Regions from separate parts of the Sus scrofa genome. Here regions 1 and 2 are each linked to region 3. Evidence: chromatin contacts called from public Hi-C data. All regions are on one chromosome and are shown on one strand. Each heading gives the region's core, a stretch centred on a gene start, on an enhancer-like site or on the middle of the called end of the contact. The rest is flanking DNA. Distances are from core to core; before and after follow the strand shown. Region 1 holds the start of ATP2B4 (plasma membrane calcium-transporting ATPase 4). Region 2 overlaps ATP2B4 (plasma membrane calcium-transporting ATPase 4). Region 3 holds the start of FMOD (fibromodulin).

What was found. Hi-C and Micro-C count contacts between places; a contact is called where the count stands out from the background.
Region 1: a contact with region 3 is called in a Hi-C map of embryonic fibroblasts, with 2.2 times the contacts expected there. The contact joins the promoter of ATP2B4 here to the promoter of FMOD in region 3. A contact is called at or near these places in 5 of 47 Hi-C or Micro-C datasets (embryonic fibroblasts, fetal skeletal muscle, heart right ventricle and 1 more) and 2 of 2 datasets of contacts at active chromatin or transcription factors (alveolar macrophages and skeletal muscle).
Region 2: a Hi-C map of omental adipose tissue shows a contact between it and region 3, with 1.9 times the contacts expected there. The contact joins the enhancer-like site here to the promoter of FMOD in region 3. A contact is called at or near these places in 25 of 47 Hi-C or Micro-C datasets (adipose tissue, alveolar macrophages, blood and 17 more) and 2 of 2 datasets of contacts at active chromatin or transcription factors (alveolar macrophages and skeletal muscle).

The regions. Positions count from the first base shown.
Region 1 is chr9:64,334,450-64,337,956 of Sscrofa11.1, forward strand. ATP2B4 (plasma membrane calcium-transporting ATPase 4) reads left to right here and starts at 1,905. Exons shown (of 21, transcript XM_021063194.1): 1 at 1,905-2,437.
Region 2 is chr9:64,405,360-64,408,891 of Sscrofa11.1, forward strand. It overlaps ATP2B4 (plasma membrane calcium-transporting ATPase 4), which reads left to right. Exons shown (of 21, transcript XM_021063194.1): 7 at 642-677; 8 at 2,205-2,366. Among named protein-coding and RNA genes, the nearest start is that of LAX1, 53 kb to the right of the region's middle. Within about 2 kb of position 1,927, at least 12 of the 83 cell types and tissues checked have an H3K27ac peak or open chromatin away from gene starts, as enhancers often do. A contact at or near this core is called in adipose tissue, alveolar macrophages, liver and 1 more, where this site is marked.
Region 3 is chr9:64,072,285-64,075,737 of Sscrofa11.1, forward strand. FMOD (fibromodulin) reads right to left here and starts at 1,569. Exons shown (of 3, transcript XM_003130105.4): 1 at 1,204-1,569.

The sequences.
Region 1 (3,507 bases), core at 655-3,154, 260 kb after region 3:
CCCTAACTTCCTCTCCACCCCTGTAACCTTCCATGGCCTGGGCTGGGCTGGGAAGGAGAGACACAAAGACAGACAGGGGCTTATTTTGGATTCAGCTCCCAAGATAGATGGCAGTAGGCAGTCTCTAGCACCACATTAGGAAACTCTGAGTTCTGAGCCCAGCCCAACTACTCTTGGGTTTCTTTACTTTTGTCTGTTTAACTTTCCCTAGCTCAGAAATAGGATATGGATGAGCTATCCAAAAATATTAAGATAGACTCATAAGATGGTTCTTCATCCTGGGGTAGGGAGGATGGATGGCAGAGGAGGACAGGTGTGGTGGGAGGTGTTGGGTTAGGAAAGGAGGATCAAAGAGATCTCCTCCCAAACCCTGAAGCTGTGGCCATTGAGACAGGCAGGGACCTGGGACCTGGGACCCTTTGCTGCGGTGGCTGCAGTGCTTGCACCTGGACAAACATCTCCCAGAGCAACAAAATACAAAGAAACTGTAAGTGTTTAAAAATAGCTTCATACATGCGCAGTTGGGACAGATTATGGGCAAGAAGATACAAAAAAACTAAAAACGCAACTACCACTTCTGAAGAGCAGAGAGTAAAAGCAGGGTAATAGGCCTGCCCCCTGCACACAGTCACCAAAGAGCAGACCACCTAAGCCACTCCTCTGGCCCAACCTCTGGAGCCGCCCCTACACTCACCCCAAATAAGGAGCCAGCTCGTATCCCATCCCCACCCCAGCGAGCCAGCAAGGGAAACCGTTGGAAACTGCTGCAGGGGCCCCAGTAAAGCCTAACCTGAGTTTTCCTGTCTGGCCTCTTATCAATTTCCAATGATTAAGAAAGCTAAGAGCCCAGGATGATAATACTCAGCTTCTCCACATCCTAGTTTACCACTCTAATCTGTGAGGTGTGTCACCCTGCCTTCATTAGCAAGTGAGTGTTTGTGTGTGTGCTGAGGTCTACGGCGTGGGAATTTATCAGTCAATGAAGATATGCAGTGTGAACCAGTCGGGGATGCATGTTTGCACTTGAAAGCCAGAAGGTTTTAGGCGAAATCTATGGGTGGCACTGTTGCACAATGCTGGTGGGTGTGTGGCTGCTGGGGTGTGATTTAACAGTTTACAGTCTGTGTATAAGTGTACCTGGATGTCTGAGTGTGTGCAAATTAAAATGGAAATGTGTACTGTAGCATGATACAAGTGCAGGAAAGTACACAGACTGGCTTTGGAGTCAGTCTGACTTGGGCTTGCATCCTTGCTCTGTTATTATTAAACAGATGTGGAAGCTTGGGCGAGTCACTGATTCTCAATTTCCTGAACTCTGAAATGAAGATAATAAGTACCTTTCAAGATCGCCATGAGCATTAGAAACGAAACCATATATGCAAAGCTTTTGGTGCCATAGCCCACACGTAGTAGGACTGAAAAACAGGCAGCTATTATGCACTGTGGATGTACCTCTGATGGGTACAGAGGCAAGCGGGAGCCAAGTGTGACCCGGGACTGTGTGTGTGAAATCTGGGTGAGGAGTGTCTACTAAGGTGTGTCTATAAGCAAAGCTATGTACTGGTGTGTATGTCTGAGCAATTCCTTTTCCTCCTCCAGGGAGCCCCTCCTTCAGACCAGCGGCAGGTGGGTGGCAGGGAATTGTACAAGTTTTCACAGCCACCTTGGGTTCCCGGGTCCTGGTTCTAAGTGAGTTAAGAGTTTGAGCGGAGCTGCAGGAAACCAACCGCCTGCAAAAGCTTCCTTTTTTTCCCTCCACCCAGCAACGGTTGAATACCGCCACCCACATCCACTCCCACCTCCACCCCCACCCTGCCTTCCTTTTAACGAGGGAGAGCAAGGGCGGGGGGGAAACCCCACAGAAAAGAGGATTCCTCCCCTTCTCCCCCAGTCCCCCTTAAGACAAATCAGGAAGAAGCCGCAGCTCGCCATCGGGCCACCTTAACAGTAGAGTAATGGTCTGGCCTCTCGCCAAGTCCCGCCCTCTTCCAGCCCTCGCTCCTCCCCTTTCTCCTCCCGCCCAGGCCCGGCTGGTGAGCAGGAGTCTGGCCCGAGTTGGCTGGAGCTGTTGCCATGACAAGCATTTTCTTAAGAAAGCTCTGCTGTTGAGACCGTCTGAAGCGGGGGGTTGAAGGGGGGGCACGAACTTCCTGGGGAACGGTCTCCCCGAGGAGGGCAAGCCCAGAGACACCCGCCCAGCTCCCAGCACCCTTTTCTTCCAGGAACCTGAGAGGTCCTTTCCTTTGGGAGGGCTAGGGGAGGAGACCCAGCCCACTCCCCGGTCGTAGCTGGAAAGGCAGGAGAGACCAGCCAGCATCTCCGGCGTGGTTGCCACACGGGGGACACCGGTGGGTCGTCACCCCCCCCTACCTCTGTCCATGGAAACCCGGAGAAAGAGTCCCGCGTGGAGAAGCCTGGATCTCTGCTAGAAAGAAAGGTAGGTTTGCAGAGAATGAATTGAATCTTGATTTGCAAACTTAGTTTCTTTCTTTCCTTTCAGTGGCTGATAAAATTCTCTGAATTTCCTCTTCCTAGCATATTTCTTGCAGCTGGGTTTAGGGGTGTGTGTGTCTGTGCTCGCGCACAGATTTGTCAAATACTATATTTCCTTCCTAGACTCAGTTCTGAGAAACGTATAATCAAACAAGTGATTTCTCTTTTTTTCCTTCGAGTTTTTGTCATTCCTGGGCTGTGGGGCTAGGGAAGTGGAGAGACTGTATTTTTCATACCCAAATGGAGCTTTTGGAAAAAGCATTTATTTTCCCCCATTCGTTCCTGCCCTCCCCTCCCCCTTGGCTTGGGAATGAGACGCAGAATGGAAAACTGTTGCAAAAATATTTTCCGCGTCTGTTCCCTTTCTTGAAAGCCCCAAAGAGAGATGGGAAAAAAAAAAAAAAAAAAAAGAACTGAGTACAAAATGCTCAACAGGAAGGAGGGGCTGCATCGGGGACTGGGAGAGGGGCTCACTGGGGGATGGGTGGAGGTAGGCGCTAGAAGTTGCAAGTGGGGAAGGGCAGTGCACAAATTAAATTTCTTTGGCTTTGTAGGGAAACCTCAGCAGTTTCTCTCTACCGCTCGCAAAACATCCTCAGACTTTCACGTCTATAATTAGCAGTGGAAAAAGCTGGGAGTTCCCTTGTACTGCTGTTGTTTGAGTGTGTGTGGAGCGTCAAGAACCAACTGTATGAGTGTCTCTGAGGGCACCGCCCCGTACATCGCTGGTCAAAAGGGGAGAAAGCAGAAGGGGTGAAGTTTGAAAGTTTGCAGTTTCAAGGCTGGTGACCGTGGGGCTGGTGAGTGTTTGGCGGTTGGGGGTTGCCACAGGCATCCTTGGGAGGGTCCCCGAGCAGCCTGGGCCACTTGCTAAAGAGCTAGAAATTAAGACTGGGATTGTCCCTCCTGCTTGTCGTTCACAAACACACTCACTCAAATACTTGGCTCGCTCTCGTGGTGGAGGAGGCCGGCTGGCATCCTCCCCAGGCAAGTCCAGCCTCACACACTCCTCCA
Region 2 (3,532 bases), core at 677-3,176, 330 kb after region 3:
TCCAGGAGTTAGCTTTGTCTTTACCGTTCACTTGTTCCTGAAAGAAAAACAGAAGGCAAAAAAGATGCTAAAGCAAATCTACCCCTTTCCCTAAGCATTCCTCTTCCCTTGGCTCGTGGTCCATCTTGGGCAGTTGAGTGGAGGACAGTTAAGGAAAAGGAAACGAAACACATCTGCTCAGGAACTAGACTATTTCTGCAGCTGCTTGCAAGGGAGTCGGGAGGAGGCTTGCCTGGTGCTGGCGAAATGACATGGAGGCACCTTTCAGGGCCTTTGCCATCAGCCAGAAAAAGTCCAAACCTCTCACTTCCTAACCCCCACTGCCGTTCTCCAAGTGATGTGACGCAGGCCAGGAGAAAAGTGATATGACTCAGGCCAGCCGTGCTCCAGGAGAAGGCAGCTCGGAAGTGGGTGTGCGTGCTTGTGGATGAGTGGTCTGGTCCAGATCTCGAGGAGGAGCCCCTTATAGATGTAAACGGAGATGCCAGCTTCCACTGCAGTCCCTGCCCTGCAACTCAGCCCCTTTGCTGTCGCCCGTTTGGGCTCTGAGCAGGACCAGTCAGATTAAGAGATCTGACTGTCTGATCTCTTAATAGTCACTTTGGGTCTCCACCCCACTTTTTTCTTTCTTGTTCAAACAGGTAAAAAACAAGGAGCCCCTGAAAATCGCAACAAAGGTAACCTCTCCACCCACTCATTTACCATTTCTACCTGCCACACTCAAACCAGACCTTTCCAGGCCATCTGCCTTCTCCCTTTTCCTCTCCATAAATCTGTTATCTGCTGCTGTGGCCGGGATCCCTTATCCCGAGGAAGGTGCAGAGATTTGGGGATGGTCGCAAGCTCCCAAACCCAATCGAAGCTGGGACAACAGCACCCTCTGCTGTTGGCTCAAGGAACCTCATGTCAAAGTTTCTCTTGGGGGAGCAAATCTGCTCTTCCCAGGGTACTGAGCTCTTTGCCTCATTGCCCCATACCGGATTTAAACACCACAAGGCATCAATTTCTGGGTTGGAAGGCTTCAGGGTGCATATGGTGGAGGGAGTTGGGATGGGCAGTCCCTGCACCCTCCTCTTGCCAGCTTCCTCATCGGTGTCCTCTTCCGGTCTGGATTCCTTCTCTGCTCGTCTTCTCCAGGGTGGACAGAGCCCTTTCTACGTAACCTCTTTCCCCACCTCTTTCCTTGTTCTCTCCACAGTCTGTTTTCTTCCTCCTAATCTGATGTGTGTTTCTTTTTTGGTGGCCGTGTTTACATCCTGTCTCTGTCTTGTTTGTGAGTGTGACAACAGAGACAATAATATCTCAGGAAGGGCATCTAACCAAAGGGGTCAAGCTCTGCAGGGGTGAAGTTGGAGGGCTGTTGGAAACCAACAAGAACCACTCTCTTGAGACAGCGCCTAGAGATTTTTTTCCTTTTGTAACCCACGTCATGGTAGTCTTCAGAATAAAGTCATCACTTCGGCGAACCCAGGGCTCCACAGAAATAATTCTTTAATTTTAGATTCCTTGAACTCTTCTTTTTAAAGCAAAATGGATTTATGTCTGTCTTTATTCCTGCTTTCTCTTATTCCAGGGAGTCCCTCACACCAGCTTCTTCCCTTTCCCCCAGGTCCCACTCTGTATCCCCCTGCCTTCGTCAGACAGGGGAGATTTCCTTCCCCTGTCGTTCAGTTAACACAAGGGGGAGCTGGGAGATAGCCTGTGTTCTGTGTTTCTTCCATGACAGTCTAGAGAGAGAGAGATGCACCTTTTAAAGAGCTGACTAGGACCCCGATGCTCTGGAAACATCTACAGCGTCCCCCTTCAGCCCCTTTCTGAAGTAAAGACTCATTATTTTAAGCACTGAATTCCAGGAAGGATGGTTGTTGGTAACAGCACTTAGTGGCATGACTAATCCTCTTGCTGGAACAACGAACCTGGCCTGGGGCTCTGACGTAGTGCCAAGAAGCTGCCACTGAAGAGGAAATCCATGCCCCAAAAGTATCCATTTCACCTCTAGTTGTTCAGATATCATTCCCAAGGCCCTTATAGATGGTCGAAAGGCAAGTTCCCTGTCTGGCATGGAGTGAGGGTGGTCAGACCTGAAGTCAAGGCTCCAAGGTATATTCCAGGAATAAGACGGAGGGTTTGTTAGTTTCCACCTACCTGCTACGCAGTGCTACTACCTGGCCTACTCACCTGTTCTGTTTGTGTGTACACCCTAGCAAAGACTCAGGATGGAGTGGCCTTGGAAATTCAGCCACTCAACAGCCAGGAGGGAATCGACAATGAGGAAAAGGAGAAAAAGGCTGCCAAGCTGCCCAAAAAGGAGAAGTCGGTGCTGCAAGGCAAGCTGACGCGCTTGGCTGTTCAGATTGGGAAAGCTGGTAAGTAGGGTGGAGCCCTCTCGATGCTGTTCATCGGTGCTATTTCGGATCCTTGCTGCTTTGATTGTCTTCTTTCTACACCAACCAGGTCTAGGAGAAAGAAGCTGAAAATTGCCAGTGGCTAGTGCAATCTGGGTAGCTAAGTCCCTCCCTGTGACCATGTGGCCGTTCCCTTGGCGTTTGAAGAAAGAGATATTTTCCTATGTGTGAGGGTTAAAGGCCCAAACAAATGGGAAGTAAAGAACTGATAGTCCACAGGGGAGATTTATATCGGCAAGAAGGAAGTCTTTGGAGTTCCCGTCGTGGCTCAGTGGTTAACAAATCCAACTAGGAGGTTGCGGGTTCCATCCCTGGCCTTGCTCAGTGGGTTAAGGATCTGGTGTTGCCGTGAGCTGTGGTGTAGGTTGCAGACGTGGCTTGGATCCCATGTTGCTGTGGCTGTGGCTGTGGCTGGTGGCTGCAGCTCCTATTAGACCCCTAGCCTGGGAACCTCCATATGCCGCAGGAGCAGCCCTAGAAAAGGCAAAAAGACAGGGAAAAAAAAAAAGGAAGTCTTTAATAACTGCTCACCTGTTTCCTGTCTTGCCTCGTAAATTCCTGAAGGTTAGAGAAGGCTGCTGTTGGCTGAGGGCAATTCCCTAGCAAAGTAAGTAGTAGCATCTGGCCAGGCCCAGAGCAGTCAGTTCAAAATAAGGACTAGTGGGAAAAGGAAGGCAGTTGTTAAAGAAGCTCTTTTCAGAGCAGAGGTCACACAGGCACCCCTATGTATTGTCACAGGCAGTGGCTTCTCCATCGCTCTCTTCTGCACTCTCCTCCTCTCTCTCCCTTCTTTCCTTTTTTTTTCCCTCCTTTTTAGGGCTGCACTTGTGACATATGGAAGCTCCTAGAGCAAGGGGTCAAATCGGAGCTCCAGCCTGTGCCACAGCCACAGGAATGCCATATCTAAGCCAAATCTGCAACCTATAGCACAGCTTGTAGCAGGGCCAGATCCTTAACCCACTGAGCAAGGCCAGGGATTGCATCTGCCTCCTCATGGATACTAGTCAGATTCTTTTTTTTTTTTTTTGCTTTTTAAGGCCACACCTACAGCATATGGAGGTTCCCAGGCTAGGGGTCCAATCAGGGCTACAGCTGCTGGCCTACACTACAGCCACAGCAATGTGGGA
Region 3 (3,453 bases), core at 319-2,818:
AGCTCACTCTGTCCCCTAAAAGTGGTTCCCTTAGACCTACTTCTTTCCACTGGCCTCTGGGCTACAGAGGCGAGGCCCCTGGCTCATCCTCAGGCAGCCTCAGACAAAGAGCCCACAGTGTTTCTGAGGAGCTGACCCAACCGCCCACTGCCTGGGCACGCTGGCTGGGCCCTGGCACTGGCCAGGAGAGGACGGATGGAGTGGCCCACTGCCAGCAGTGCATTTTTCCATGCACAGCCCTGGGCTGCTGCAGGACCAAGGTGGCTGTCTGGAGGCTGGCACAGTGAGCCTCTGTCTCCATTTCCCCTTCCAGACGAGGCACCTTGGCAGACAAAAGCCACCTTCCTCTTCAAGACTCGATCTTCCAGGACTATGCGTCCTGCCCACTTTGGCTTCTCTTTTGGAGTCATGACTACTAAAAGGGTTTGGTGGGGACCTTATGCCTCTCTTTACCCCACCCTTATCTCTTAGCAGTGTTGCTCCAGGGTTGTATACTCTTGAATCCACCCCCATCCCCAACGCTAGAGACCCTCCTGTGCTCAGAGTTTTGTGAGATGGAAAGTTCCTAGGACTGGCAAGTTGGAGGGAGCTTACTCAGGGGCTACTGTTCTTCCATTTCTCCATTCTAGAGAACCATCTCTCCCTCCTGTCAGAGTCAAAGACATCAAACCAGAAGCTATCCCCTAACCTGAACTGGATTCCTATTTCGCAGCTTCTTGGCCATGGTCAGTTCTCAACACTTCTCTTTATTTTTCCCCTTTCACCCCAGCAACACACACACACACACACACACACACACACACACACACACACACACAGAGACACTACACAAAACTCCCCCTCTGCTCTCATAACAGCATTCAGGCACCACAACCTCTCTGTAAGGGAGAACACAAGGAGAGACACAAGGCTGGGACACTGGAATTTACAAGTAGTAGACAGAGAAGGTTCCCCTAGGTACCTGGCCCTTCACTTTTTCATGCCTGAAATTGGAGGCCCCCCAACAACCAGAGAGGAGCTGGAGAACAAAAGTAGCATGCTGGAACCCCTTACTTCTACTCCCCTTCCCCCCTCCAGCATCCTGGGACTCAGCCCAGAGGGCCAAGAGGAATGACTCCTCCCTCCTGGCCCTTTCCTGTTCCCCAGCCCCTTTCCTTTAGGGAACTACCAGGGACAAAAACTGAAGTAAAATGACTGACTTACCTCGAGTTGAACCTTTCAGAGAGTGATCAGGTCCCTCTGTCTGGCCTCCTTGGTTGGAGAGCGTGTGAGAGGGAGAGGAGTGAGCGTCTACTGAGAGTGTGCGGGTCTGTGCCAGACCAGGGCCCGCCCCCAAATTCCTAATCAAATATTGTGAAGAGAGGGGTTGAGGAGCCCGGATCCTGGCTTCTTCAGCTCTGCTGCAGGGGCGGAGCTCACACTCAACCGCGCAAAATCCTTCTGACTTCTGACGGCCTGACGCTGTAAAAACCACCTTCTTTCCACTCACTTATCTTCCCTAAAGCATTGGCAGCTCTGGGTCTCTTTCTGTTGAACGAGTTAGTGGCGCCCTAGAAGTTATTTGTACAGTCTCTCACAAAGTGCCTGGGTTTCTCATTAAACCCACAAAGGCAGATGCAGGGAAGGGGAGGGCTGGGATTGGGGAAGAGGCATTTTAACTCTTTAGGCAACCCACTTGTCCCCCTGGAGAGCGAGTGCTCATCCTTCTGGGCTCAGACACTCTCTGCGGACAGGGGGTTAGGCTTATGAACAAGGGAGCAGGGCACAAAGACAGCTGGCTCTGGCTCCAGCTCCATCTGTGACCGGTGTAGACTCATCTGGACTTTAGAGTTTCTCTCTCCCTCCTGGATAAAGGGAAAGAAAGGGACTCTTATATTTGTTGATCATTTGCTAGCATCATACACTTTCATCTAATCCTTGCAATGATCTTTGGGCTAATAACAAGTACCTTGTTGTAGCAAGGACTCTGTAAGCTACGAATATAGTTGGCCTAGAATATGGTTGATGCTCACTCTGTAGTAGAGCATTGTACCCATTTTACAGACATAGAGACCCTGAGTAAGGGGAGGATAAGGTCGGAGGAGCAGGCGGGGGCTAGACTTTTTGCCACGGAATGGATTAAATTTTATTTGGAATGTTTAAAAAATAACTTGTTCTAAGCAGAAGAAGTGAAGGGATCAGATTCACATTTTTAAAAGCACATGGGAGAGTCTGCTGTGTGGAGAAAAGGAGGAAACTGGAAGCAGGAGCCTCTTGCCCAGCTTCCTTGAGAGCTAATGGCAGATCAGCAGTGAAAAGGGAATAGTGTATTTTTATTATTTTATTTGTTGGCCATCCCTTGACATACAGAGTTCCCGAGCCAGGGATCAGATCTGAGCTGTAGTTGTGACCTAAGCTTAAGCTGCAGCTGCTGCTACGCCAGACCCTTGACCCACTGTGAGGCGCAGGGATCAAACCTGAGTCCCAGCACTCGCAAGACACTACTGATCCTATTGCGCCACAGCAGGAAATCCAGGATAATATATTTTTAGACAAAGAGCTGACAAGTCTTAAAGATGGACCAGATAGGGAGTTAGGGACAGTCAAGGATGAGCCTTTGATTTTGAGGTTGAGTAACTTAGTGGGTGCTAACGCTGTTTCCTGACGTTAGAAAGATGGGAGGGACAGGGTCTAAGTTAGAGATGCCTGTTAGGCCTTTGCATGGGGATACATGCAGGCAGTCAGATATATGAGTCTGAATTTGAAGTTCAGGGGCTAGAAGAATTTGGGTTATCTAGCATCTCAGTAGCTTAGATGTACCCATGTACCCTAAATGCTCTTTCTTCAACAAATTGTCTCATGCCAACATCCAAGAATCATCCCTTTAATTTTTTTTAAATTATGGTAAATTACACATCACATAAAATTTACTATCATAATTTTAAGTGTACAGTTCAGAAGTGTTAAGTACTGCACTTAACAGAAGTGTTAAATATTGTACAACCAGTCTCCAGAACTTATTCATCTTTCAAAATTGGCAGTCTGCATTCATTAAACAAAAATGCCCCATTTCACTCTCTCTCTGCCCCTGGCAACCATCCAGAGTAGAAAAAAACTTTCTATCTCTCTGAATTTGAATACTACCCATAACTTTGATAAGTGGAATCATACAGTATTTGTCTTTTTGTGACTGGCTTATTTCACATAGCATAATGGTCTCAAGGTTCATCCATGTTGTATCATGTGTCAGAATTTCCTTTCATTTAAGGGCTGAATAGTACTCTGTCGTATGGCTACATACCACATTTTGTCTATCCATTTATTGGTCAATGGACATTTGTGTTGCTTACACTTCTTAGCTATTGTGAATAATGCTGCTATGAACATGGGTGTAAAGGCATGTCTTTGAGATCCTGCTTTTAATTATTTTGGTTACATGTTCAAAAGTGGAATTGGTCTATTTTTAGTTTTTTT